Linked DNA regions of Mus musculus: all the other regions are linked to region 7. Evidence: chromatin contacts called from public Hi-C, HiChIP or PLAC-seq, Micro-C and promoter capture Hi-C data. All regions are on one chromosome and are shown on one strand. The core of a region is the stretch at or near the end of the contact, and the rest is flanking DNA. Distances in the headings are between cores, read along the strand shown. Region 1 holds the start of Tmem266 (transmembrane protein 266). Region 2 overlaps Idh3a (isocitrate dehydrogenase 3 (NAD+) alpha). Region 3 holds the start of Dmxl2 (Dmx-like 2). Region 4 has its middle 25 kb from the start of Ube2q2. Region 5 has its middle 13 kb from the start of Nrg4. Region 6 holds the start of Cib2 (calcium and integrin binding family member 2). Region 7 holds the start of Ireb2 (iron responsive element binding protein 2).

The links. Promoter capture Hi-C pulls out the DNA fragments that hold promoters and counts their contacts. Hi-C and Micro-C count contacts between places; a contact is called where the count stands out from the background. HiChIP or PLAC-seq counts read pairs in DNA pulled down with a chosen protein or histone mark. Capture Hi-C pulls out chosen DNA fragments and counts their contacts.
Region 1: a promoter capture Hi-C map of adipose tissue shows a contact between it and region 7. The contact joins the promoter of Tmem266 here to the promoter of Ireb2 in region 7. A contact is called at or near these places in 6 of 39 promoter capture datasets (the 3T3-L1 cell line, cranial neural crest, hippocampal neurons and 3 more), 2 of 115 datasets of contacts at active chromatin or transcription factors (bone marrow-derived macrophages and embryonic forebrain) and 2 of 9 other capture datasets (adipose tissue and liver).
Region 2: a contact with region 7 is called in a Hi-C map of adipose-derived mesenchymal stem cells, with 4 times the contacts expected there. The contact joins the enhancer-like site here to the promoter of Ireb2 in region 7. A contact is called at or near these places in 4 of 39 promoter capture datasets (the C10 cell line, HPC-7-derived erythroid cells, neutrophils and 1 more), 2 of 484 Hi-C or Micro-C datasets (adipose-derived mesenchymal stem cells and muscle stem cells), 1 of 115 datasets of contacts at active chromatin or transcription factors (memory CD8 T cells) and 1 of 9 other capture datasets (liver).
Region 3: a contact with region 7 is called in a Micro-C map of embryonic stem cells, with 5 times the contacts expected there. The contact joins the promoter of Dmxl2 here to the promoter of Ireb2 in region 7. A contact is called at or near these places in 1 of 39 promoter capture datasets (neutrophils), 1 of 484 Hi-C or Micro-C datasets (embryonic stem cells) and 1 of 9 other capture datasets (pancreatic islet).
Region 4: a contact with region 7 is called in a promoter capture Hi-C map of liver. The contact joins the enhancer-like site here to the promoter of Ireb2 in region 7. A contact is called at or near these places in 5 of 39 promoter capture datasets (the 3T3-L1 cell line, hippocampal neurons, liver and 2 more), 8 of 115 datasets of contacts at active chromatin or transcription factors (the 230-238 cell line, bone marrow-derived macrophages, embryonic hindbrain and 4 more) and 1 of 9 other capture datasets (embryonic stem cells).
Region 5: a contact with region 7 is called in an H3K4me3 HiChIP or PLAC-seq map of bone marrow-derived macrophages, with 2.1 times the contacts expected there. The contact joins the enhancer-like site here to the promoter of Ireb2 in region 7. A contact is called at or near these places in 6 of 39 promoter capture datasets (the 3T3-L1 cell line, the C10 cell line, cranial neural crest and 1 more), 1 of 484 Hi-C or Micro-C datasets (cortical neurons) and 3 of 115 datasets of contacts at active chromatin or transcription factors (bone marrow-derived macrophages, large pre-B cells and neural tube).
Region 6: a contact with region 7 is called in a promoter capture Hi-C map of pre-B cells, with 4 times the contacts expected there. The contact joins the promoter of Cib2 here to the promoter of Ireb2 in region 7. A contact is called at or near these places in 9 of 39 promoter capture datasets (3T3-L1-derived adipocytes, cranial neural crest, embryonic stem cells and 6 more), 1 of 115 datasets of contacts at active chromatin or transcription factors (bone marrow-derived macrophages) and 1 of 9 other capture datasets (liver).

Annotation. Positions count from the first base shown.
Region 1 is chr9:55,324,764-55,328,255 of GRCm38.p6, forward strand. It overlaps Tmem266 (transmembrane protein 266), which reads left to right and starts at 2,150. Exons shown (of 11, transcript NM_172923.4): 1 at 2,150-2,237.
Region 2 is chr9:54,600,542-54,604,258 of GRCm38.p6, forward strand. It overlaps Idh3a (isocitrate dehydrogenase 3 (NAD+) alpha), which reads left to right. Exons shown (of 11, transcript NM_029573.2): 10 at 521-673; 11 at 2,741-3,717. The coding sequence ends at 2,824. Among named protein-coding and RNA genes, the nearest start is that of Idh3a, 16 kb to the left of the region's middle. Within about 2 kb of position 2,055, at least 31 of the 459 cell types and tissues checked have an H3K27ac peak or open chromatin away from gene starts, as enhancers often do. A contact at or near this core is called in adipose-derived mesenchymal stem cells, where this site is marked.
Region 3 is chr9:54,499,312-54,502,875 of GRCm38.p6, forward strand. It overlaps Dmxl2 (Dmx-like 2), which reads right to left and starts at 2,315. Exons shown (of 44, transcript NM_172771.2): 1 at 2,040-2,315. The coding sequence starts at 2,126.
Region 4 is chr9:55,122,804-55,126,744 of GRCm38.p6, forward strand. No RefSeq gene overlaps it. Among named protein-coding and RNA genes, the nearest start is that of Ube2q2, 25 kb to the right of the region's middle. Within about 2 kb of position 2,503, at least 57 of the 459 cell types and tissues checked have an H3K27ac peak or open chromatin away from gene starts, as enhancers often do. A contact at or near this core is called in bone marrow-derived macrophages, liver and pancreatic cancer cells, where this site is marked.
Region 5 is chr9:55,294,869-55,298,503 of GRCm38.p6, forward strand. No RefSeq gene overlaps it. Among named protein-coding and RNA genes, the nearest start is that of Nrg4, 13 kb to the left of the region's middle. Within about 2 kb of position 1,648, at least 32 of the 459 cell types and tissues checked have an H3K27ac peak or open chromatin away from gene starts, as enhancers often do. A contact at or near this core is called in bone marrow-derived macrophages, where this site is marked.
Region 6 is chr9:54,558,937-54,562,513 of GRCm38.p6, forward strand. Cib2 (calcium and integrin binding family member 2) reads right to left here and starts at 1,254. Exons shown (of 6, transcript NM_019686.6): 1 at 1,032-1,254. The coding sequence starts at 1,082.
Region 7 is chr9:54,861,667-54,865,561 of GRCm38.p6, forward strand. Ireb2 (iron responsive element binding protein 2) reads left to right here and starts at 2,089. Exons shown (of 22, transcript NM_022655.3): 1 at 2,089-2,230; 2 at 3,641-3,730. The coding sequence starts at 2,212.

The DNA of each region.
Region 1 (3,492 bases), core at 900-3,399, 460 kb after region 7:
CTGGGCATACAGCTGAGTGGCAGAACCCTTGGGTAGCACAAATGAGGCCAGGATTCAATCGCCAGTGCTGCAAAACCAAACAAGCCAGAACGAAATGGCAAAAGATGTCCTTGTGTTCCTCTCTAGTTCCTCTTAGATAACCATGGTAGAAAAAAATGTTACCCTAAAGTGACATTGTAAGTAACGTTTTAAAGTAATATCTTCAAGTAACATCTTTAACACTTACACTTAAAAGAAAAAAAAATGTATTAGAATACAAAGTTTCTGGATAAATGGATGTAGTCTAATTTTTCTCCCTGAAAATACTTGCACTACTCTTAATATTTAATTAGAGTTTTCTTTAATTAGCCTTTCTTTGACTTACAGTTTAGAGTCCATCATTGAGCAAAGCCAAGACCTGATGCAGAGGCAGTGGGAGAACACTGCTTGCTAGCTTGAATAGCCTGCTTTCTTATAGTAAGGAGGACCACCTACCCAATGGTGGCACCGCCCACAGTGTGGGAAGGCACAGCTGGACCCTTCAACATCAATCTATGTCTACAGGCTAATCTAGTGGAGACAACTCTTGGAGTGGATTCAGCCACTAACAACACACACACACACACACACAGAGAGAGAGAGAGAGAGAGAGAGAGAGAGAGAGAGAGAGAGAGAGAGTTTTCTTTCTTTTTTCTTTCTTTTCTTTCTTTCCAACAATGTCTCCCATTCGGTAGGGTAGTCTGTCTCCTCCCTCTTGATTTTCTGGCACATGGGGTAGGGGTGGGGAGTGATTAGTTTCATGCAATCTCATTAATTCCAGGGATTATTGTTTGTGCTTGTTATTGGAGTCTAATTCAGGAAATCTTTGTATCTCAATGTTTTGCCAGATGGCTAACCAGCGAAACACTGTCATGAATGCTGTTCAAAGCCCTTAAGGAAACTTAAGTGTAGTTCTACTAAATGGGGGGTCACGGGGAGGTAGTATGGAGGGAGGACAGCATTTCTACTTTCCAGTCTATTTATGCCTAGAACCAGTAGGGGGAAATCCTGTCAAGCCAAATAACTTCTACAACTGTTTTCTCCAAGGACCCCCTGCCCCCCGAAATTAGACATTACAGATGGTTAAGAAATGTTGGTAGGTGAGGACTAAACAAAGACATACTTTTCCATGTACATTCCTTGTCTAGACATTTCTGTATCTATTAAAAAACCGATCCGAGCCCTTCAGGCGGTTCTATGTATGGTCTGGGTTTTAAAGCTTTCAATTCTAATTTCTACCGTTTTGCTAGTGGAAGAGAAGGCAAGAAAGTCGCAGGCGTTCCTGAAGGCCACGTGAACCTAACCAAATAGTGATTATTCTGGAGGGGAAGCCAATGGGGGAGAACCCCAAAGTCACTCAGGAACTTTGTGCCCTAGAGAAAGAAGGGTTTCCGATCTTTAAAGTATCTAACATAAGAAGGCCAAAACCCCAAAGGAAAGCGGCTATTTTTAAAAAACTGTTTTTAAAAACTGTTCACAGCAGTAAGCTTTTTTTTTTTTTCCTTTTCACACGTGAGGCTTTTTTTTTTTTTTTTTAAACCCCCAGATTGCTCAGTCACTCTGTCTACTCTAGGCATTCTCAATCGGGACAGGCGCTTCAAGGGCAGAAAACTCTTCATTTACAATACATGACCAACACGCACAGTGTATCTGTCACGTGAGAATGTGATGGGGACCACCGAGGGGTGGGCAATGCCTTCAAAGGCTCCTTGGGGCAATGCACACACCAGGGGCGGCAGGCAGAAACCTCGGAGGACACTGCGCGCCGCTACTCACAGCACAGTGTGTGAAAACGCACCCAGGGCGGTACCGTGGGACCGCAGGCGCCCGCCCGCCCTCGGCCGCACCAGCCAGCCTCCGCTTCGAGCTCCTGCCCCCTGTCACCCGCGCCACGAGGCCCGCTTGCCCTTCGCCGGGGGTGACTGCCCACACGCGGCCCCCGCTGGTCGCAGTTTCCTAGACAGCCGCGCGGCCCCTCTGCAGCCTCCGGAACGCGCGAGCGGGAGCGGGAGCGGGCAGCGAGAGCGCAGGCGCGGGCCCGGGAGAGCCGCCGTCCCGAAAGCGCGTGCGCGCGCGCTCGAGCGGGGTGGGCGGAGGGGCGGAGGGAGCGGCGGGGCCGCGAGGGGGCGGGGGGGTGGGGGGGCGGAGAGGGGAGCCCCGGGAGCGGGAGCGCGGGCCCGGCGCTGCAGAGCAGAGCGAATCCTGAGCTCCGGCAGCAGGTACGTGTTCTTGCAGCCGGCAGCCGCCGGGGCTTCCCCGGCTGTGGCCCGGGCGGGCGGGTGAGGGAGGCAAAGGTAGGGGCCGGATCGTGGTTTGCAGGGTGACTGCCCTGGAGGACTAGGATCCTGCAGCTGACCTTCATGTCCCGGGCTGGGGAGCCGGACGACCATCCTCTGGGGAGCACGGGGTCTTCAGATCCAGACTGGGGATCTGCTTGTCACATGCTTCTTATTTATTTTTGCAAACTGTCCTGGTTCGGGTCCAGCTGCGGATGCCTTCCCTCCTATTCTTTGCCTCTGTGTGCCATCTTGCATTTATTAATAAAACATGAAAGCTGGGGGTGCGGGAGGTTTGCTTCTAAGGGGAATCCCATTGCAGTATAGCAAGTGGACGCCTATTTTCGGTTTTCAGACGTGGTGTAGAGGTGGAAATCCCACACCCTAGGGGTTTGTGGCTTTGCTGGTCGTGACCACTTCCTAGTGGGCTTCCCCGGTTTGTCGCTAGGTGCCCCAGCGGCAGGATGGACGGTCTGGAAAGGATGGAGGGTTTCATGTCAGCCTGGCGTACTGTTCCGAGGACAGGTGCAGACAGTTCCCTGCTTGCTAACTTGCCAGGGAGGTTTAAACCCAGGAAAGAAATTCTTTCTAAATTGTTAATAGGAGGCCTTGAATTGAGCATCTGAGTCTTGCTTACTCAGACTCATCGCGGTTTTGCATCTGAAGCCGATTAAAGCTAGCCACCTGTTGGAAGTCAGACCCCATACTCCATTCTGTTTCATAGTCACCAATACTGAAATAATGAGGTCCGTAAGACCCCATTCTATCCTCTTTAAATGTGTTGCCTGCCAATTCTTTCTTTTGAAATAAATTCTCATTTTTTCCATTATATAGTTTAGACTGAAATATGATTTACTTATATTCCATATACATACATCACCATATTCTAAGCACTGGGTTTCTCTTCAGGGTATATTATCTATTTCCCTAGCTTTAACTTGGCTGTGAAGAAGAGTGGGGAAAGTGGACTGTATGTAACTGCTCCCTATGGCCCTCCCCCAGGAATAATATAGTGAAAAGAACAGAAAGAGCCGGAAGCACAAAATGAAAATGACTCGCAAGCTGTGGGGGTCCAGCAGCTGGACTGTGGTACCACATTAAACCAGGAGATGTACTTGTAGGGACCCAGTGCTGAGCTAAACGCCATTTGTGGCTCATTTCCTTGGGTCTTCACTGCAAGGCTGTCATCTCTGTGTTG
Region 2 (3,717 bases), core at 805-3,304, 260 kb before region 7:
ATATGTGGGGATCAGAGTGTTGCTTCTTTCTTCCCACCTTGAGATACGATCTCTGTGTTTTCTGCTGCAAACCCCAGGCCTGCTGGCCCACGTGCTCCCCAGGACTCCATCCCTGGCCTCCCTATCGGGGCTTTGGATCACAGCTGCCTCTGCTGCACGTCCAGCTCTTACATGGGCCTTGGAGATTCAAACCTGTGCAGCCACTGTAGTGTCCTCACCCGGCGACCGCCCTAATTTGGGCCCATATTTTTGCACTTAAAATTAGCTCTTCATTTCTTCACAGCTTTATGTGATTTCTAAGATCTGTGTCAATGATTGCACACAGCAGCTTTCAGTAGACTTTTTTTTATTGGCAGAGAGGATGGAGACCTCAGCTTTTCCAGAAGGCTGCTTTGCCCTTTCATTTTTGTTGGTGTAGGGGATTGAACCCAGAACTCAGTGCATGCTGCGTAAATGCTAAGACCTAGGTTGCCCGTTCCTGTCTCCCTCCTGCTCACCGTGTCTTCTGATGCCATCACAGGTTCATGGAACAGCCCCGGACATTGCAGGCAAGGACATGGCCAACCCCACGGCCCTCCTGCTTAGTGCTGTGATGATGCTTCGCCACATGGGACTTTTTGACCATGCAGCAAAAATCGAGGCTGCATGTTTTGCTACAATTAAGGATGGAAAGGTATCTGTAAATCTACACAACTACAAGCTGGTTGAAATGTGTTTCTTCTGTGGAAAGAGAACAGAGCCCAGAAAGATCTGATGTTGAACACGGGTTTTTGTTTTGTTTTGTTTTGAATTTGTTTTTTTGGTTTTGGGGGTTTTTTTGTTTTTTGTTTTTTGTTTTTTTTTTTTCCCAGACAGGGTCTCTCTGTGTAGCCCTGGCTGTCCTGGAACTCACTTCGTAGACCAGGCTGGCCTCGAACTCAGAAATCCGCCTGCCTCTGCCTCCCGAGTGCTGGGATTAAAGGCGTGCGCCACCACCCCCGGCTGTTTTGAATCTGTTTTTGAGACGAGAGTTTCTTTGTGTAGGCTTAGGTTGTCCTATAACTCGCTCTGTAGACCAGGCTGGTCTCAAACTCACAGGGATCTACCTGCCTCTGCCTCCCAGATCCTGAGATAGAGATTCTTAATGTGCACTCCCCGATGGAACCAGAGGTGCTAATGTGCACCTATGCATTGGGGTGGGGGAGGGGACAGTAGGTGGGGGGCCGTAATCCAAATATTTCCTCTGAAAGAATGAAGAGACACTAACAGGCATCAGAACACAGCAGAAAGAGTGTGAGAGCCAGAGGCAGGCACAGGCCCACTCAGCTGCACTGGTGTTAGCTCTACAGTCTGGTCAGTTATTCTTAAAGTAGTGCCTCAAAGCTGCTCCTTTCTGAAAGTTACAGCTTAGGATTACTTCTTATGGCCAAAATACAAGAAATGAAAACCTGTTTTTAACAGCCTGACATCACTTTTGAGGGCAGGAGCTCTTGTTATTATCCCAAGCCTGTATTGGGAAGTAACAGTCTAGAGCTGAGCCGGGAGATGCTTGACTTACACAGGAGTCTCCTGGTTCTGTGGGACATAGCTGCAAGAGGGAATTTAACATACTGATGTCTGTTTGTAGTAAAGAGAACACGAGTTGTTAGAAAACAGATTGGTCACCCTAGAGACTTCTCCTAAAGAGGAAAGTTAGGATTAACTGTGTAAATGTTGTCATGCTGCTTGCCTCCAAATACCAAAATAGACCAAAGAGGCCTTATGATCTTTTTTCTTAGCTTTAAAATTTCCCCACATATTTTATGCTTAGATTTGCTTTCATGTAACTATCCATAACCAATCAGTATTTTCTTGGTCAATAGTCTGAACAAAGGGGAGAGTTTGGACTACCATCCTGCTCTCTAAGGAGTCTTATTCTTGAGAGGTGTTTCTTAGGTCTGTATATCCAGGCAGCAATGAGTCCAAGGAAGGATTTTTGGTGGTTAGATAAAAGCCAGCATTCATTCCTCAGGCGCTTGCAAAGGACGTGGCTCCCCACTGACTCACTCCTGTAGTTACATCTCAGAGTCCCTCAGCCCACTCACTAGTGCCTGTTCTACATCTCAAAGCCCTCACAGAGCATCCTGGCTCTTCACTTCCTGGCCTCCTTCCTCCCAGATACCATTTCCCTGTTTCCCTGCCTCTGCCTGCCACCCTTATTGCACTACTCACTCTTCCTGCCCCCATCTCTTACTATTTCTACTGTTCTCTCTTACTTCTCTTCTCTCAAAGATAGCCCTGGCCATGACCACAATGTTTCCTTTTTTCCTCTGCTCTGGACTCTTCCAGGTGCCTCTGGAAACGTCTCTTTCTTATTTACAATAAGAGCCTTCCCTTAAGGGAGTGGCCATTTCAGTGGTTTCTTTACTGCCTTGTTTTAAGACAGGCAAGATCTTGCTGTCTAGCTCTGGATGGCCTGGAATTCTATGTACAGACCAGGCTGGCTTTGAGTGTGCAAGAATCTTTGTGCCTCAGCCCCTCCGTGCTGGGGTTGGTTGTAGCAGTGCACCATCATGCCTGACTTGGGAGTGTTTCTCGGTACGCACCTCATGGGATTTCCCCAGGCCTCGCAGGGTAGGTAGGTGGTGTGTGATCGAACCTCTGCCTGAAATCAGTAGACTGGTTAGTATCTTGCTCAGTTCCTATTTCACTGAGTGCTTTAAATGTCCTTGTTTTAATTTAGTGTGGTGATGAATGTTTATTTTTCTCTTTCTATTCTCAGAGCTTAACAAAAGATCTGGGAGGCAACGCGAAGTGCTCTGACTTCACAGAAGAAATCTGTCGTAGAGTCAAAGACTTAGATTAGCACTCCTGCTGGTGGATTTGCTGCAGTCAGTCAATCACTCCAAAAGGATACCCTGTAATCCTCCTTGAGGGCGCCCACCATTGGTTTGCTTGCTTCTTGACAGAGTACGTTTTTTGAATCTGGCCTTTTCTTAACAAAACCCTTGCAATGGATGCACATGATGGCCCCAGGCCTTCATTCAAAGGGTTTTCCCAAGTGCTGGTTGTATTTATTGTCCGTCTGGTAAACCTTATTTTGTAAACTGTAAGTGAACTGTATCATTTATCATTGTTAACCCATTTTACACTTCAGGCAAAATCATTTTCCTCAACTGTAAATATTCTGATACAGAATTAATAAGAGAAGATATTTAACTTTTTAACAAAAGCCCTGGATTTTTGGTTTATGAAAAACAAACTGGGAATAAAACAGGGTTTTAACAATCGCACAAGATAACATTATTCTAATACTAATGGGTACAAAAGAAATTTACTGGGAAAGTTCACAGCAAAAAAATGGTATATTTCTTAAAAATATGGAAATAAAGTATTTGTCCTATACATGAATTACTATTAATAAAAATGTAAGCTCCAAGAAATCCATAATGAATGATGTAATTTTGTTACTACATCGGTAATCCTTGTCAAGGCCCCGGATGCTCTCTGTGTATTTGATTCTTTTGTTACCTTGAGATTCACTATTTTGGGGGAAGAGCTTTCAGATAAGGGAGATCACTCCTCACTAGACAGATCGTCAGCATTGCGAGCTGTCAGCCATGAGAGCCAGCCACTGCAGATCCCCTCCCACGTGGCCACACTCCAGCCAGTGCTGCAGGTGACCCTGGAAAGGCCTGGCTGCCCCTTGACTTTCCCTAAAGCAACCAGTCACTGCCTTCTGCCCCAGTAGCACCCATT
Region 3 (3,564 bases), core at 1,065-3,564, 360 kb before region 7:
AACAAAAAAACAAACAAACAAACCCACCCCCCTAGCAGCTATGAGAAGCAATGAATGGCTGGGATGAGTGGAAGGCATCCATCCCATTTGGAAGCTTCCACACTAACACAAGGTGGCGAGTACAGACACTGAAAGGGGTGAATCTGGTAGGCATTACACAATCAGACTCGGTGACAGAATAAATTCAAATGGGAACTATGGCCACAGATGGCCTGTGGCCTGCCCGCACCTGCAAAGCACTGATGGTTCTTACACTGACTGGCCTTTCCAGGCAGAATCTAGTTTAACTCTGTAAACCAGCTCTGCCGGGAGCTAAGAGAAACACTATTTTTTGGTGTTGTTTCGTTTATCTTAAGCATAGATTCATACCTCTACCACCTAAGTACTACAGGTGTGTGTGCCACCACACCCAGCTAGTGCCTCACTTTTAGATGAACCCGGTAAACTACCAGCACCCCACAAGGGGAAATCTCCATAATCGAAAATCCAGATTTATTTCTTGAAGGAAACTCTCTTATGATCCTACGGTAGGTCCTCCTCCTTTCCTGAAAGACACAAAGGTTATGTGTGTGTGTGTGTGTGTGTGTGTGTGTGTGTGTTTTCTCTCTCTATTCTCCAAACAGCCTCCACACACTTAAAGACCAAGCTCCAGCCTATGTTAATATTATTGGGCTGGTATTTTTTTTTAACGATTTTCATTGTGGGGGAGGGGCAACCCTGAATACACAGTAAGCATATGGAGGTCAGAGGGCAACCTGGCATGAGTTTGTCCTCTCCTTCCACCATGTGAGTCATGAGGGGGTTGAATTCAAGTCTCTAGGTTTGGTAGTAAGCACCTTTATCCAGCAAGCCATGTCACAGGGCCCTAGACTGATGTTTTAAGTCACATGTGTAGCAAACTCAGCACCACTGATTAGTGAAAGAATAATATGTCAAACAACCCTATTTTTAAAAGTATTCTTTCAAAACTAGAACAAACCTGAGCTGACTACATCTTAAAATTATTAAGGCCAAGAAGCAACCTTGTTGAGGTTTTTTTTTTTAAATGAATCACAAAACATTAAAAACAGATAAAGTGTTCCAGAATGCAGTGCTACATAATGATTCTGCAGTTTTGCTGTAATTTTTCCTGCAGTTTTACAAACATGCTGCTGTAGACATCAAATCAAATGGTTCCCGTTGTCTAAAAAGCATATTACTAAGCAATATCCAATTTAATTAAGCATAATGATTATCAATATGTACTTAATAGAGGTCTCACTAATACAATTCCTTCTAAGAAGGACCATGTATATACTTAATATAAAAAACATTATTAATCCGTGTGAATCTTACAAAATAATCTCTGGGAGAGCTTGATTTTATCAGCCTTTTCTCAAAAAAGGATTGATGAATCCCACCCATCTGGCTGAGAAACTGACTATGTCGTGTAGGGAGGTGCTGGTTTCCAAAACGCTATGTTTACATACATTTTTATCACACGCCCAAGGAAAGTCTTAAAATGTAACACTGCTTCAGGCTTTAAAAAAATTAAAAAAAAAAAAACTAGCTTGCAAAGATTAAGTTAATACCTGAAAGGATTACCGAAACGGAACCCTGAGCTAGATAAGACAGGCCACTCATGAAAAGGTGACTTCCATTCTAACTCTTTCAGGGAGAGAGCGGATTTTTCTATTCCCGTATGCTAAAATTCTACCTAGGGAGATACAGAGGGCGCGTTTAAAGCCGCAGGCAGCTCGGGAGGCCAGGGAGCAGCACCGCCTCCATACCCTGAGACCAAGACCGTTCGCTGCCAGCCAGGAGCAGGTGGAAGCCGCCCCGGGCTTCGGCCGCTGCCAACACCTCCCTCCCGGCACCGCAGACCCCGGGGCTGCCCCGAACCTTCCATCCCCGCCACCCGCGCACTCACCGGGCGGGCGGGCGGGCGGACGAGGGCGGTGATTCCTCATCCTTCCCCTACCCCCGCCCAAGCCCAGAGCCCAGGGGGCGTGGGTGGGCTCGTCGCTCACGGCCCTACGGGAGGCCCCAGCTCTGCTCACCGTGAAGGGGACGTCCCCGACGCTGCCCACCGAATAGCAGTTGTCCCCAGGGTTGACAGCCCCGGTGAGGACCTGATGCAGATGCATCTCGGGATTCCGGCTGGAATGAGCTCTGCGCCAGAGGAGGACGAGTCCCGCGCCCGGCCGCAGCCGCTCTTCCTGTGCGTCCTCGGGACTCAGCGCCCCGCTCGCCTGTCGTCTGCCGGCCGCCGCCCGGCCATGAGAGGCTCCGGCCGCCGCAGCCCGACCGCCGCTCGGCTGCGGAAATGCCCGGATGCTCCCACGGCCTGCCGCACCGGCGCACAGTGCGGGCGCAGGGCCGCGGCGCGTGCGAGGCGGGGGCGGCGCCGGAGAGCGCGCAAGCGGGGCGCGTGCGAGGCCGTCACGCCGCGCGCCAGGGAGAGGCCGGCGCGCGCCCGGCGCGGGGACGCGGCGCGCAGGCAAAAGAACGCGCTCACACGGGAAGCCACGCTCTCGGCGCCGCGCGTGCGCGTGCGCGCGCCACCGTCTCCAGGACAACTGCGCGCGCCGCGACGCGCGGACCCTCTGTGCCGGTTGCGCGCGCAGACCTGCGGGAGTTCCCTGGGAGCCCGGGGCCCAGACCTCCAGGGGCGGGGCCAGGGGGCCGGCCTGTTTTGCTAAGTGTTTAAGCGTCTCTCGAGGACAGCGCGTGCTGGTCAGTACCGCTGACCTCAGGGGAAGGACACTACCATCACTGGGCAATCCCATGATCTTAAGGTCCTTCTGTCTACTTTAAAGTATGCAGCATCTTACAGCCTTTAAGGGATGCTGAACTCCCCCGACAGCAAATTGTTGTGCTCACACTTTTTCTCACACGTCCCCCTAGAGACCGGTGATCCCTCTATCTAAAAGTGTTTTTCCCCCAGGGTATGATGTCATGAAGTCGCAGAATCGCCTGCTTTTCCAGGCTGTCTGCTAATTTGAAATCAGATCCCTGCCCCCACTACACACACACACACACACACACACACACACACACACACACACACCGGGTCAATTCTTTGCGATTTTTAGCTCAGGTTGTAGAAAAGAAACCGCGGCACGGAACAAAGGTTAACGAGGAAAATTTAAGACCAAACACGCACAAGGCTTACAAAAGATACAAAAATCGATGAGGTTACAATATGTTAACTAGGGGGCTGGAAGGATCTCTCTGAGGACATAGAGTAATGAGTCCCTGGATTCAATTTTGACAGGCTAGGAGCAACTAGGAATAAAGCATTATAATAAAGAAATTAGGAGAGCTAGAAAGTAAAATGTACGGGGGAGACACTAAGTTCAATGCTTGAGGCAGGTATATCAGTTAGGGGAAAGATATGATAGTTAACAAGAAATACACGCACCCAGGGGGGCTCTATGTCCAGGGCTTTCGAGACACTGAATCCACTGAGAAGCCCAGATTTTGTTCTGCCTGTCCTAAAGGCTATCTGCTACTTCTCAGCTGAAATGTATAATCAGGTGAATGTGCCGAGGGTGGAGAATGGAGGCAGATTCCGCATGTTTA
Region 4 (3,941 bases), core at 1,253-3,752, 260 kb after region 7:
TTCCCAAGCCTTCCTTGGGGCTCCCTAGAGAGGAATGCTGTTTCCATTTGGAAAAGAGGCTGGCCCACTTGATGCTAAGTTGAATCTAGGCAGCTAGCTGGGCAGAGGTTATGAGACATCCTCTCATTATTCAGGGAGGGACAAGATGTTAGCCCGTGCCCATTCAGAGTTAATAGGCTGCTAGTGTGGGGCACTAAAGGTATTTAGTTGCTGTTGGCTATCCCCAGCTCTGGCTAGCATCCTCAGTAAGGCAGCCTCAGAAGGCACCAGATCTTCGCTTCAGCCTCCACAGTCACTGCACACAAACTAGTTTATAGATTCCTGTAGTTTTATCTCATTTCATTTATCTGACAACTTGGAGTTTGTAGGTTTGCCTGAAGAATACTGCCATGACAATTTGTGGATGGGGATGATAGGAAGAGCCAAATTAGGCAATCACATGAAAACTGCTCAGGCTGGCAAAGGGGCCTGGAATTTATGGGGGAGGTTCCTGCCCCAGGTCTGATGGTGGTGGTATACATTCTGAAAAATGCTGGACTGGGAGAGGCGCCAGAAGAGTTTCATGGATGCTTCATCCCTTCACGGTGGAAGGCCTCAGTGGGAGCAGCAGTCCTAACAGAAGGACAGAGAGTACACTGTCCACAGACAGGCTGAGGAGGCTGAGTTCTGCTCACTGAGACAGCATGGCTGCCATTCCTGTGATAGTGAGAGTATCCAGTCACTGTTAGAACTGTAGAGGGGAGGCGGACCCACAGAGTCCATTGATACATTAGTATTCTGTCCAACCATTATAAGCTATAACTTTCTATAAGGAGGAAACGTCTTACAGGTGCCAGAAAGCTCACTGAAACTGACACAGGGGAATGTCCCTGGCTCAGGTTCTATCTGAACACTGAAAGCAGTGGACTCAAGGGGACTGGTACTTAGAAGAAGGGGGACATGCTGGCTCTCATATGACCTTGGATGAGTCAGCCTCATAAAGGACAGGGAATAACCAAACTTTTGCTTCTTTGCCTGGTTGCCCTTGATCTTGCTGGCAAGTTCATCTATCCTGCTGCTGAGCCATTCCTTCCTGGTTTTAGAACCTATTTCTTTGGGATTCAAATGAATACTGAAGACCAGCTGAGACATCCAGCCTCATGGACTGAACAACTGCTGTGTTCTTGGCCTTTCTGTCAGGACACAGTATTGTTGGATTAGTCAGACCACAGCCTGTAAGCCACTCTAATAAATCCCCTTTTGATAATATATATATACACACATATACATTCATATACATATACCACCTATATTGTTGGGTCTGAAACTCCGAAACAACCCAAACAGGCACAAGAGTCCAGCAAAGCAAGATCTTTATTTGAATTAGGCAGCAAAAACTGACCAGTCAGGGGCAACAGCACAGACTCGGGAGCTAACTGTGTTGCACACATTCATCTTAGTATTTAAGCAGATAACAAAAATATCTTGTACTCAGGCACCTACTGATTGATCAGGGCTGCAGAACCGACTTGGGAGCTGGACTGTGACCCCCTGAGCCACGTTGTTATAGAGTTTGTAAGCTTGAACCCCACAAACATCTGTACCATGCTATAGTTACAATTTTTCATCAGTCAGAATAATTTGTTCTTTAGTGGTTAGGAACAACCATTACGTTTTTGGGGAACAAAAGAATAAGGAGAAAATTGGATAGCCATATGGAAAGGTCCCCTAGAGTCTAGGAACTTGAACTTAATTTTATCTTATCAATTTAGTATGATAAAATATTTAATATGATCAAATTGAGTCTGAAAACAAAATGGCAGTACTTAGGACAAGTCTCATTTGTTTGATATATATATCAGTCTGTTCTTTCAAGCAGTGGTTTTTATCTTAACACTATGACCCTTTAATACATTTCCTCATTCTATGATGACCCCAACCATAAATTATTTTGCTGCTACTTCATAACTGTAATTTTGCTACTGTTGTGAATCATAAATATCTGATATGCAGGATATCTAGTATGCGACCCCCATGGTGGTCAGGACCCACAGGTTGAGAACTACTGCTCTAGAGACTCCTGACTGAAGCATAGAGGGTGCAAATAAGGTTTATCTTGTGCTCTGATAGAATGGCTGCATAGAGAACTATGTAAGAAAGGATTCTAAAATAGACCAGGCTTACTGGTGCACTATTCTGTGATTGATTAGCAATGCCTACCATGGGCATAGGCTTGGAGACAGGAGTATGCACCAAACATCTGCCAGCTCTAGAAAAAAATGCCAGTCCCCACTTCTCCAGAGCTGGTATGCATCACTTTGACTAGCTTTTTTTGTGGCTGCTGAGGTCCCAAACTCAGGTCTTCGTGTTTGTGTGGTACTTTACCAGCAGAGCCAACTCCTTCCCAAACTAGTGAGCAAATTTTGTTTGTGTCTTCTAAGTGCCAGAAATCTCACTGAACTTGCAACAGGAGTTTTCCTGGCTCAGGTTCTATGCACAGCTGTTCTTGGAAGGGCTGTGTATTTGTTTGCTTGGTACCGAGAATTGAACAAGTGTGTACTCTGCCACCAAGCCATAGCTGCAGCCCCAGGAGGGTTCTTTAAATTGGAGCTTTAGGAAAGTAACAGGAGGAAACAGTTATTACAGATGATGTTTTCAGCTTTACTGAAAATTCTAAAATAGTTCATAATTTCTGGCAGAGATCTTTGAAAGCAGATATTTTTTTCCCACTTTACTAACAGAGAACTGGATTTGAGTAGTGACCTGGTTCATGATGGAACCTCATTATTGATACATATAGACACATTTTAATATATTCTGCGGTGGTTTGTGTGAGAATGGCCACCATAGGCTCATATGTGTGAATATTTCCCAAAGGTCCATTATGTTAAAGACCTGGTCCCTCGTCTACAGTGTTTTGGGGAGACATAAAACTCTAAGATGGGGGTGGGTAGTGGAAGGAAGTTTCGTCAATGCAGATATGTCCTTGAAGGAGATATGTGGTTTGTCCTCCCTGTCTCTTTTGCTTCCTGACTACCATGAGGTTTCCCGACTGAAACCTACAAAGCTCTGAGCCAGGATGAACTTCCTGTTTTTTTAAGGTGATCATCTCCGGGATTTTACTATAACTTGACAAGCTGGGATGGGAAGATGACTCAGCAAAGCGCCTGCCAGTCCGGCATTAGGGCCTGACTTTGGAGACTCCGGGACATGTATGGCAGCTCATGCCTGTAACCTCAGCCTTGAGGTAGGGTGAGGGCGAAGAGTGACAGACTTCCTCAAGCTCATTGGTCAGCCAACCTAGCCAAATGGATGGGTGTCAGGTCCCATGAGTGAGTCTGTCTCAAAAACTAAAGGTAGAGAATGCTATAGGAAAACACCTCGCACTGGCCTTGGGCCTCCACATGTGTGTGGACATGCAGTCATCCCTTCCTCACCATGCACACAAATAAATACAGGGGAAAAAATGGAAGGCTGACCATCATACCACTACGACCATTTTCAAGTGTGCAGTTCAATGGTATAAAATACACTAAAAGTGCTAAGCAAACAGTTTCTAGAATCATCTTCACCATGCAAAACTAAAACTACCTACTAAATAACTCCTGAGCCCTCTTCCCTGACCTGCCAGACACTCTGTTTTTCTGTGTTTGACTAAACATCTCAGATAAGGTGAGTCAGACAGGATGTGGTTTTTTGTGAGTATACTTACTTAGTGTGGTATCCTCAAGGTCTGTCCCTGTTGTAGTATGTCACAATCCTTTCCCCTTTTATGGACAAATAACATCCCATTGTATGAATGAATGCCTTTGTTTCTTCATCCATCGTGGGTACCCAGATTGCTTCCATCTTTTGAGCATATTTTTAAAAGATTTATTTATTTATTTACTTATTTATTTATTTATTTATATGTAAGTACTCTCCAGAAGAGCACATTAGATCTCATTACAGATGGTTGTGAG
Region 5 (3,635 bases), core at 398-2,897, 430 kb after region 7:
GTTGTTCTCTATACAGAACTATTAAGACAACCAAAGGTCACACCACAAGCTGGGAGAAGATAGAATATTTTCTATTATATATCTAGTTAAGCACTTACATCTAACATGTATGTATGGTGAGTTCCAAAAATTCAGTGGTAAGACAGCTCAGTTTTAAAATGGGAAAAATGTGAAGTCATTTTACCAAGGAAGCTATCTGAGCAGCTGATTAATAAGCACATGAAAATGTTCAAAAACACAGTCATCAGACAGTGGTGACTTTAAAGCCAGAATGGAGCCCATAGCTCTGCTGGAATGCATAGCAGTAAAAGTCTGTCCATATCAAACATGCACAAGGACATGACTCAGTTCTCGCTCTCGAGGGGAGTATGTAGTAAGGAGCTAACCAAAGACTGAAACTTCTTATAAATTTAAGCAATCAACTACTATGGGAGGAAGCTAACAGTATGGATCCTTATGGACTTTGCTTCTTAGAATTCACACCTGTCCAAACTTTCCCCCTAAATGTGATTGGTTAGGACAGCATGATTGTGGGGAATTGGGCTATGCACAGACAGGCTGGTCTCCAGCTGAGCTGAAGTCTGAACCCTGGGACTCTGTGGTGATAATTCATCTACATGGGACAGAAGGAGTTCTCTCATGTCTCTTGGAACTCTGGCTCCTGCCTAAGTTACCGCCCGCCCGCCCCCCCCCCCCCCCCCCCAGCCTCACAAGAAAAGCATGGCTAGAAGTCACGCATGCAATGGCCCAAGCTTCTGACCTTCAGGCTAAACTCCTCCCCAGTTACCTAGCAACAATAAAATAGGACATAATACTTTAAAAAGGGCTGTTCAGCCCCCGCTTGCTCTCTTACTTCTCACTCTCTTACTTCTTACTCCTTACTCTTACTCTCTCTGTCTTCTCTCCTCTCTCTTCTCTGTCTTCTCCTCTCCTCTCTCCTCACCTCTCTCCCTTTTACTCTTTCTCTCTAGCCTTTCCTCTCTCTCTTTTCTACCTTCTCTCTTTCCCCCTGCCTTTCTATAATAAAGCTCTAAAACCATAGAGAGTCTCTGCTCATCAAGATCTGCTGTACTCACTCTCACCATGTTGGGAACCTCTCTTCCCTCATCCCTCTCTCCCATAACCCCAGTGACTTTAGCAAAGTAGCTCCAGGACTCCCAGGTAGGGCTGCCCCTTGCAGCTTTGACCCGAAGAGTGGGTCAGAGGCTTAGATGCCCACCCGGGGATGAGTGGAAGGTAGATAGTAACCCTCCCATGCCTGACTGACCAGAGCATAGGTAGAACTCTGGCGGGGTGTGGGTCTTCCCCTTCCCCCTCTTCCCCAGGGTCCCTCCCCGCTTTTAGTTTCCAACACATGATCAGATAGATTTCCAAGTCTGGAATTTAGGCATAATGGCTTCTTTCTTGGTTACATTTTTTTTTCTTCTCTCAGGCTGTTTTATTCTGAGGAAAGCCAGATGCCTTGTCACAAGGCTATTACCAGCAAGGAATGTTAGGAAATAGAGTCTAGCTCATGTGATCCCTGAGACAAGCATGCTCTACTCTCCTTGATTGGCTCTAAGCTGGAACCATCTGGCTGAGTCATCCCAGGGTTCCTGATCTCATGAAGCTGAGAGATGATGCACTTTGGTTGTTTTCAGCCTCTGGGTATTTGTTATGCAACATTAGATAACTAATGAACCTGGTGTACGAGTCAGTTATTGCATTCCCATATACTTAACCGAGGGAAACTTTTTTTTTTAAAGCAAGTCTGCATAAAGAGAAGTGTAAATGAATGGTCAGGAAATCGTTATTCACAAATTGCCTAACTGGAAAAACCCAACATGTCAATCAACAGGAGAATGAATAAACAAAGTTGCCACGTTCACACAATGGAACACTGAAGTCAATAAAAAGGAACAAATGGAGACACACAACATGGAAAAGGTTCAAAAAGACTATGAGAGAAAGGAGCCATATATACATATGTATACACATATACGTACACATACACAAACATAAACATATACATAAACATATACCTATAACAGTTAAGTTATTGAGATTACACACACACACACACACACATAGTATATAGCATCAAAACATTTCTAAAATAAGGAATTGGAATGTTGTGATGGTTCTCAGACTCCAGCATGTACCAAAAATACTGGGGGAGCCATTAAATAACAGAATAGCATCCCCACCCATCCCACGATCTTCTGGTGTTGAAGTTCTGTGAGGAGTCTGAGAAGCTGTGTTTGTGAAGAATTCCCAGGCTGTGATAATGCCATTTGAACCTGTTAGGTGGACTGCAGTTTTGAATGTTTACAGCACTCCATGCTGTATGGCATCTTGTGGAATTAACATCAGAGCATGAATTCTGAGGGTGATGTCAGAAAGATGGCTGACCAAAAATTCCTATCATCCTTACTGCTGCCCCACACGAATCCAAATAATGAATAAAGAACTGCATGTCAACCAAAATAACTAAAGAACAATGAACAATCATGCGGCAGTGGCAGCGGCAGCAACAGCAATCCTGCAGAACACAGAAACCCAGGGCACTCACCTAGGGAAGGGAAGGAAACCCTGTGCTTGTACCCATCACCCTGTCTGAGTCAGCCTGAAAGCAGGAAGCAATCCCCTTAAGGGACAAAAGATAAGGAAACGCATCCAGCAGCCCTATTACCATGGTGGATTATCTACCAAAGACTCTTTCAGTCCTTGGGTACCGACCCCGTGAGCGAAAAGTAGCTGATGCTTTGCTTCATCTCTCAATTTAGTTCTGAGCTGTACCATCTAGGAACTAGAGCCACTCCTTAAACATGTCCCGTTCCTGGTGCAAATGGCCATTGCTGAGGCTCCGGATGCTATGCCCGCCAAGTAGTACTTCAACCTAAATGGAACTACTGCTGTGCCCTACCCTGGGGCCACATTATGGCAGAGCTCTCGGTCTTCCATTTTGATAACCAACACATCATACCTCCAGGGCTGAACTGAGATGGTTCCCAACCCCACACAGCACGGAGCATCAGACTTCCAGAGCTACTGCTCCTCCAGTACTACTGCTGGGCCAGCACCTGGCCACCCAAGGATCCCACGCCTCTTTTACACATGAATAGAAGCATCGGCATCTCAAGAGCACTATACATAATGCATATAATATAATGCAGTGCCCTCCACCAAAGATCAAGAGACTCCACTCACCTAAGACATCACATTATCTATGACATCCATTCATCAGTTAGTCATAACTTCATTCAAGCATTCATAACTTCCCCAATACCTGAACTAGCCCCTCCCTCATGGTCCTAGCTGTGATGGCACCTCACTTCTCTGGAGAAGGAGGTTTCTGTACCTTCAGGTCTATTCCACTATACCCAGCCCCACAAAGCCAGGGCTACTGTTGTGATTCAATAGCCATGGGGTCTAAAGTCACAACTCGTAGTACCTTTACTCTGTTGAAGCTGGAGCTGCTTACGCTCTGTCAGCGCTGGGTCCCAGGATAGGTGCCCTGATCCCTGAGGCCTGACAGTCCAAATCATTCTTTCCACTGGGCCAGTGTCAATGACAGCTGAGCCTGGGCCTGCACACAGGGGTGGACATCAGTGCAGCAGATCCTGGTTTAATGGGAGAATTATATTCACTTGTGT
Region 6 (3,577 bases), core at 4-2,503, 300 kb before region 7:
CTGGCAAAGGATCAGAACTCAACACTGGACTGGGTCTGACCCAATGCCGGGCTGGTCCTAATGGGGATGCAGGCTCCCCACTCTCCCCAGACCACTCTTCTCTCCTGGGTTTGGGCTATTTTGCCTGCATCTACCTCCACTTAAAACGCCTCCTTCCAGAACTTTCTGGCAGAAAAAAAAATCCTGACTTCCCAAGTCCTCATGCAAGCTCTGCACTCTTTCTGAACCTTCTAGTCAAACCAAGAGCTATTGACCTCCCCTGTCCACTAGAGCTCTTCTCAATACATATCCTATCACTTGGGTCACACTGGAGGTAACCGCTCCACGCTAACTGAATATTCACAAAAGTTGCACACATCTAAGATAGGAATACATATGACATAACACTCCTAACCTATTAGGCGATAAAAAGAAGACTCCACAGCTGTTGTTCCCTGAAAGTCCGGAGACATTACATGGTGAGCTAAAGCAACTGAGCAAGACTCTGGGCCAGCCCGGAGATAAGGTTCCCTCGCATACCTACAGAAAAGTTTTCACATGGCTGGGGGCTGTGAGATCATTGATATGGACAGCTAGCTCTGAACTTGGAAGAATCCGGGGTGAAAGGGCTACTAGGATCACAAAATAGGTTAAGAGATGTGGGTACGTAGTTATATAAACAACACACCCCAACCTGTAACCTGCATTTGGGGCCTCTTGTCCTCCCCCTACACCAAGCCCTTTCTGGGATGAGGGTCATGCCCAGTGGGCTGGAAGAAATGACTGGGGTCTAGCTTGGGAGGGCAGAAAGAAGGTCAATAAGGAAGAGAAGACGGGGTGGGTGAGGCGCATCTGACAGAATACTCTAACTGGAATGTTCTAACATTCCCGGGCCTGGGAAACTGAGGCTCGTCAAGGGGAAGTCATCCACCTAAGGCGACGCTGCGCGCTGAAGGTAGCGGCAGGGTTTGAACCTCTGTGAGTCCGCTTTTGCGAGGCCTGGGAAAAGGACAAAAAGGAGGACTACAGGGGCCGCGGCGCGCCGGCTTCACCTGGTAGTTGTCCAGCTGCTCTTCAGTGAAGATGGTCTGCTTGTTCCCCATGGTGACCGCGATGGTATGGGTGGCCGCGGCGTCGTCTCTCGCCCTTTCGAGTGCTGCTTCCCATCGGCGGCGTCTGGAGCCCCGAGCCCGGTGCCCGCGGCCCTTGCCAGCCCGGGAGCGGGCAGCGTCGCCAGCCTAGCCTGGCCCGCTCCGCTGGGTCCCGCAGTTCAGTGGGAGGGGTGCAGGGGCTGGGAGGCAAAGGCGGGGCCGGGGGCGGGGCGGGCCTAGGCGGGGGCGGGGGCCGGATTGGGGCGGAGGCGCAGCCTGGTGGAAGGAGGCGGGGCCCGAGAGGTGACTTCTCCCTGGAGACAGAGGCCTGCTCAGTCTATGCTGCTGCAGCACACTGAGGTGGCCAAGCGGTGGCCTCATAGGGCCGCCTGACTACTGGACACTGAGTGCGCCTCCCGTTCCAACCAGCACACTGACTGGCACCCCGGGTCGGTCCTGGCGATTGTGAGCCTGAAAATCCCATGGATTAGTGTGGTAGAACAGGCACAATCCTCCGGCCTCTGATCCTAGACTGAGAATAGGTGTGTTGTTGAGCTTGCGGGATTACCCAAGTCAGGTCCATCCTCAAAAAGCCGACATACACGCAGTCAAACACTCAAATCATAAAATAACTTTTTAAAAAAGGAAACAGACGAAGCAAACTCTACCTCAGCAGAGGAATGGGCTCTGGTAACAATAGGTTACACTACTCAGTTGGTTCAAGACCTTAAGGAAAGTAACTAGATCACTCCCTACATCCACTCTGCTAAGTGAGGCCTTCACGAAATTTAATAATGCAGGCAGGGTAGAGGAGGTTAACCAATACCCTCCTAAACGATTGGCTATCTTCAGCCGCCCCATCAAGGTGACCGCTAGGAAAAGCCCTCCAGACACACGGAAGTTCAGGAGTCCTGGCAACTCTGGGACCTATCAGTGGCCCACAAGGAAGGCTACTAGCAATGGAGTTGTCCTTACTGTCTATTCTTGGGACAGCTGGGCTGCATGAAACCTGAGTCAAAGGCTCCTGGTGGCTCCGCTGGGAGGCAAGTCCATCATGGGCTGCCAAAACTGAGATTAGCTACATGAGTATGGTCTCCTGTAATCCCAGCCCTCGAGACAGAGGCAGGAAGATCAGAAGTTCAGGGTTATCCTTAGCTGATTCAGGCCAACTTGTAGTACATGAGACTATATCTCAGAAAACAGAATATAGTAACTAAAAGCAATTTAGCTGAGAAATAGTGTAGTGGCAGAGAGCTAGCCTAACATTCATGAGGCCCTGGGTTCAGTCCCTAGCACCACCAAAAAAAAAAACAAACAAAAGCGACATACCAGTATTGTCCAGTTTTGCCTGGCTTACATCACTTTGGGGCCGTGTTGTTCTACTCTTTTTTTTTTTTTTTTTTTTTTAATGAGTACACCATTGCTCTCTTCAGACACACCAGAAGAGGGCATCAGATCCCATTACAGATGGTTGTGAGACACCATGTGGTTTCTAGGAATTGAACTCAGAACCTCTGGAAGAGTAGTCAGTGCTCTTAACTGCTGAGCCATCACTCCAGCCCTCTTTTTTTTTTAAGATTTATTTATTAATTTATTTTATGTATATGAGTACACTGTAGCTGTACAGATGGTTGTGAGCCTTTATGTGGTTGTTGGGAATTGAATTTAGGACCTCTGCTGCTCAGGTTGGCCCTGCTAGCTCAGTCTCTGCTCAATCTGGCCCAAAGATTTATTTATTATTATAAATAAGTGCACTGTTGCTGTCATTAGACACACCAGAAGAAGGCATCAGATCCCATTACAGATGGCTGTGAGCCACCATGTGGTTGCTGGGAATTGAACTCAGAACCTCTGGAAAAGCAGTCAGTGCTTTTAACCACTGAGCCATCTCACCAGGCCTTTTTTTTTTTCTAAGATTTATTTTTATGTATGTTACATCTATATGCCTGCCATGTGTAGGTGAAAGCCAGTGGAGACCAGAAAAGGATGTTACAGTCTCTAGAGCTGGAGTTACAGACTGCTATAAGCTGGCAGATATGTCAGATCTTCTGAAAGAGCAGTAAATGCTCTTAACAGCTGAGCCATCTCACTCTCCAGCCCTGAGTGCTGTTACTTCTTCAACAAAACCTTTACTTCTTTTTAAAATTATTATTATTTTTAAATTATATATAATTATATATGTGTATATATGTTTACATACATCATATGTGTGTGTGTAGGTGTGTGTGTGTGTAGGTGTGTGTGTATGTGCACATAAGTACAGTGCCTGGGGCGGTCAGAAGAGGCCACCAAATCCACTGGAGATAGAGTGACAGGTAGTTTTGAAGGCCTGCTATGGGAGCTGGAACTGAACTTGGGTCCTCTGGAAGCCATCTCTCCAGCCTCACACCTTTTTCTTGTAATTAAAGCTTGACTGAGAAGATATATGATATGCAGTCTAGTTTTTGTTGCTATAATCATTGAAACAAGATTCTACATAACAGGTTTTTTACTTGTTTGTTTGGTGG
Region 7 (3,895 bases), core at 839-3,338:
ATTTGGTTGTAAATGATGTCAATGTTTGATTATAGAATATTAATAGGGCTGATTCTTCAAATGCATAAAGTGTAAATATTAATGGTACTGTACCAGTGCTAAATTTCCTTCTTTCTTTCTTTCTTTCTTTCTTTCTTTCTTTCTTCTTCTTTTTTTTTTTTTTTTTTTTTTGAGACAGGGTTTTTCTGTATAGCCCTGGCTGTCCTGGAACTCACTTTGTAAACCAGGCTGTCCTCAAACTCAGAAATCCACCTGCCTCTGCCTCCTGAGTGCTGGGATTAAAGGCATGTACCACCACGCCCAGCTAGTGCTAAATTTCTTGAATTTAACTGTTGTAGTGTGGTTGTATGAGAGACTGTCCTGGGGGGATGGAGAGATTGCTTAGCAATTAAGGCCATTTGTGCTCTTGTAGAAGACTTCAGTTCAACCCCCAGAACCACAACAAACGAATTTTCAAAAGCTCAAACTAGTGAAAACCATGAGATTTGAGAGATAGGTTGGTAATTAGGATGATTCAACACCCTCTTCTGGCCTCCTTGGGCACCTGCACACACATGACATACACTAACATTGAGATACACATATAAATAAATCTTTAAAACATAAAAAGAAAAGCCCAAGTCTTGAAAGAGTGAGTAAGGGTTAGCCAACGGTGTACAGGAGTGTTGTTTCAAGAGAAGCAGAACTATTCAGTTCAGCCTCGTGAACAATGAAGTTATACGTGAGCTCTTGCTTCCATCTGAATGCATCGCAAATCCAGACTCAGTTTCTTGGTATGTGAGTTTGGTTACTGTGTCCTTCCTAGTTTGTTTCAGTTTCATGGAGATGATTTCGAGAATAGTCATGCCCTTGAGACTTTCTGAGAAGACTGTCACAGTTGTTAAGGTCAGGAAGCCAGTGGATCAAGTGGACTTCTAAACAGTAATGGAAGAGAGGAGCCAAGGATAGCGTGCTGGTATGTGCTTAGGCGGTGGCATTCGCTGGTGTAGGTGACAGACACATAAGGACTCAGTCACTGGCTTGGGTGGCAGTGGTTGTGGTGGTGGTTTTGCATAGGAGATGCCTGTGGTAACAAGCGTTAGGATATATTCCTCTAAGCTTAGGAGATGGGTTTGAGTTGTAGGTAGGCTAGAGAGCATCAGCTTATGAACGGATAGCTGGAGCCAATAGACAGATGAATGAGCCAGAGGAAATGAAATCTGGTGCAAAGCTCATGTCACGAGATAGAGTTAATGACAGTACACTTAATAGCTGGGCAGAGAAAGGCCCTGGTAGAGGAGACTGGGATGAAGCAGGCTTGGAGGCCAGGAAGTACAGAATAGTTTTGGAATTATGGAAGCTAATACAGTTTGTCTTAGCAAACATACTAAACAAACAGTTAAAGCAAGAGCTGGGGTATTAGCAAATAGTTATGCCTACCTTTATCACAGGCATTTTTGGAAGTGGAAACCAGTCTGAGAAGGGATAGGAGTGGGGAAGAAAAGGGCAAACCAGACAACTCCAAAGAGTCCGCTAACCAAAAGACAAGACAGGGAAGACATAAGGACTCTCCCTGGCGGGGCCAGAGAGAAACTTAGGACACCATCACGTTTAACTGCTCCTGGGAAGAGAAAGGTTGAAGTTATAGGAAAGTATGGACATTTTAATTCATTCAATTAGTCGATTGCCTATGTGTCCCATTAACCCGGCCTTGTTCTCTTGAGAATGCACGAGTGGGCGCCTCATTACATCACGGCTTAACACAAGGCTTTACCATGCAGGGAGAACTTGAGTCCCAATCCTGGCTCTTTCCTACAAGACAGTCCTGCAGACATCGCGGGACCTCAAAACCTCACGGTATACTTTTGGGCCCACAAGAAAGTAACGGAACCTATGGCGTCCCGTTGTCAAAGTTACTAACCTCCCAGGGTTCCGCCCCCCCACCTCCAGCTCTGGAGAACAACAGAGGCTGCGCAGAGACCCGCCTACCCGCTGGCTCCGCCCCGCTCTTTCTTTGTTTCGCCGGTCCGAGGATCTCGCGAGAGTTAGCCGGCAAATCCCGCGAGCGCGGACCCCGGGCCAGCTCTGCGGCTCTCGCGGTGCCTGCGCGAGACTGCTTCCTTCCTCCTTTCCCCTGCCCGTCCGCCCGTCTTCCTCCCTCTCTTCCCGGCCTGGCCTCCCCCTCCTTCCCCCGCTGGCCCCCTCCCCGCAGGGATAATATGGTCTCCGGCGATGGACTCCCCAAGTGCAGGTCAGTTCCCGGCCGCCGCCTTAGCGTTGGCGGCTGGTGGCGTGCGCTGCTGTACATCCGTGGCCCTCGCTGTGCTCTGCTTACGGTCACCCGGGGGGGCGGTCGGGCCCTCAGGGCTTGGTCGTTCTCTCCCCTCGGGGCGGAGGCCGCGAAGGCCGGGCGTCCCCGCCCGCGCGTCCCGCTCTTCAGCGGAGCGCTAATTCCGCCCCTGGCCGGGGCCCGCTGCTTGTTGGCTGCAGCCTCCAGGCCCCCAGGAGGAACTGCTGGGGCAGGGACAAGCCCACGTCTTTCTCTGCCCGCCCCCCTTTTGTGAGCATTGAGTGTCGGAAGACCTGGCTCCCTTGTTTGGCTTTCACTCTGCTGGCTGATCCTTCTACCCAGCATCCTGGGATCTCCCTTTCTTTGCTCCTGGAAGTGGAGGGGCTGTCGAGGCTGAACGTTAGCCGGTTCCCAGATCATTTGTTGCAGTCTCCTCCCCCATCCACCTCCCTCCACAAAAGAAAAACACTGTTCTTTCTGAATGGACTGTGCTTGTCTTTTCTGGTTTTGGAAGAAGATCTTAGAGCAATGTTTAAGGGTCTCACCCATCCAAGTAATGAGGCCGCATAATGAATTTTTATCTACCTCACCCTTTCTCACAACACTGAGAGTGGGGGCATATTCAATTAGTGCATAACCATTAAGGGTATATCTCTTAGTAGAATCTAATGTGCCAGTTTACCTAGATATTTTGATGGTCACTTTAAAAATCATCTTTAGTGTTCTGTTGTTGGATTTTTAATTGCCTTTTGAACCTCTAACAATGGTTTTGTCAAAGCATTATCTCTGTACTTAAGCATGTTCAGGGCACGATTTCTGAATGCTTGTACATCATTTAAACCATTCTTATGGTCTCTTTGCAGACATTTAACATTTCTAAGATTGAAAAGCCATTGGGTGGGTAATGCTGTAATCCCAGCATTCAGGAGACAGAATGGGCGATTATTGCCTCTACTTGCAGGCTCTCCTGGGTTGCCCAGTGAGGTTAAGTCCACTCTGGGATACAGTGACAACACCCTGTGTCAACAGGCAAGGTAGAAAGCTGTCTGTCTCACTAGTTTCTGTTTGACAAGAGTCGAGGTTTAGAATTGTCCCCTTGCAGTCCCGTGGAGACGAGTCTTGTGTCTGTGGTATGGGACAGTCAGCACCTCCATCACTGCCTCCATGGTTCAAGGTGGCCCTCGTAGCTGCCCCGCAGGGTAATGCAAATGTGCAATATTCCCATCAGCTTTCCATCACACACAGAGTTCTGCTGAGCAAAAGTTTGGGTGTTTTCTCTTTGAATAAGGTTCTTGGTAACTGTAGTTAATGTACTTAATGTATTTGATGGAATGTATTTAATGAAAGGCATTTGTTCTTTTTCTTCTCCAGGATACACCTTTGAGTACCTTATTGAAACATTAAATGGCAATTCACAGAAGAAGTTCTTCAATGTACCTAAACTTGGCGGCACCAAGTATGGTAATGTTGCTTTACGTTTTTCGTGGGCTTAGTTTCTAGTAGTTACAGTGCATTGGTCAAGGTGAGCAGAAGACATTTTATAAAACTTCCTTTGGGACTTTTGGTTGAGAACAATAGAAACCATACCTCGATTTCTTCTTTAAACTTTTAGTTAATTAGATGCTG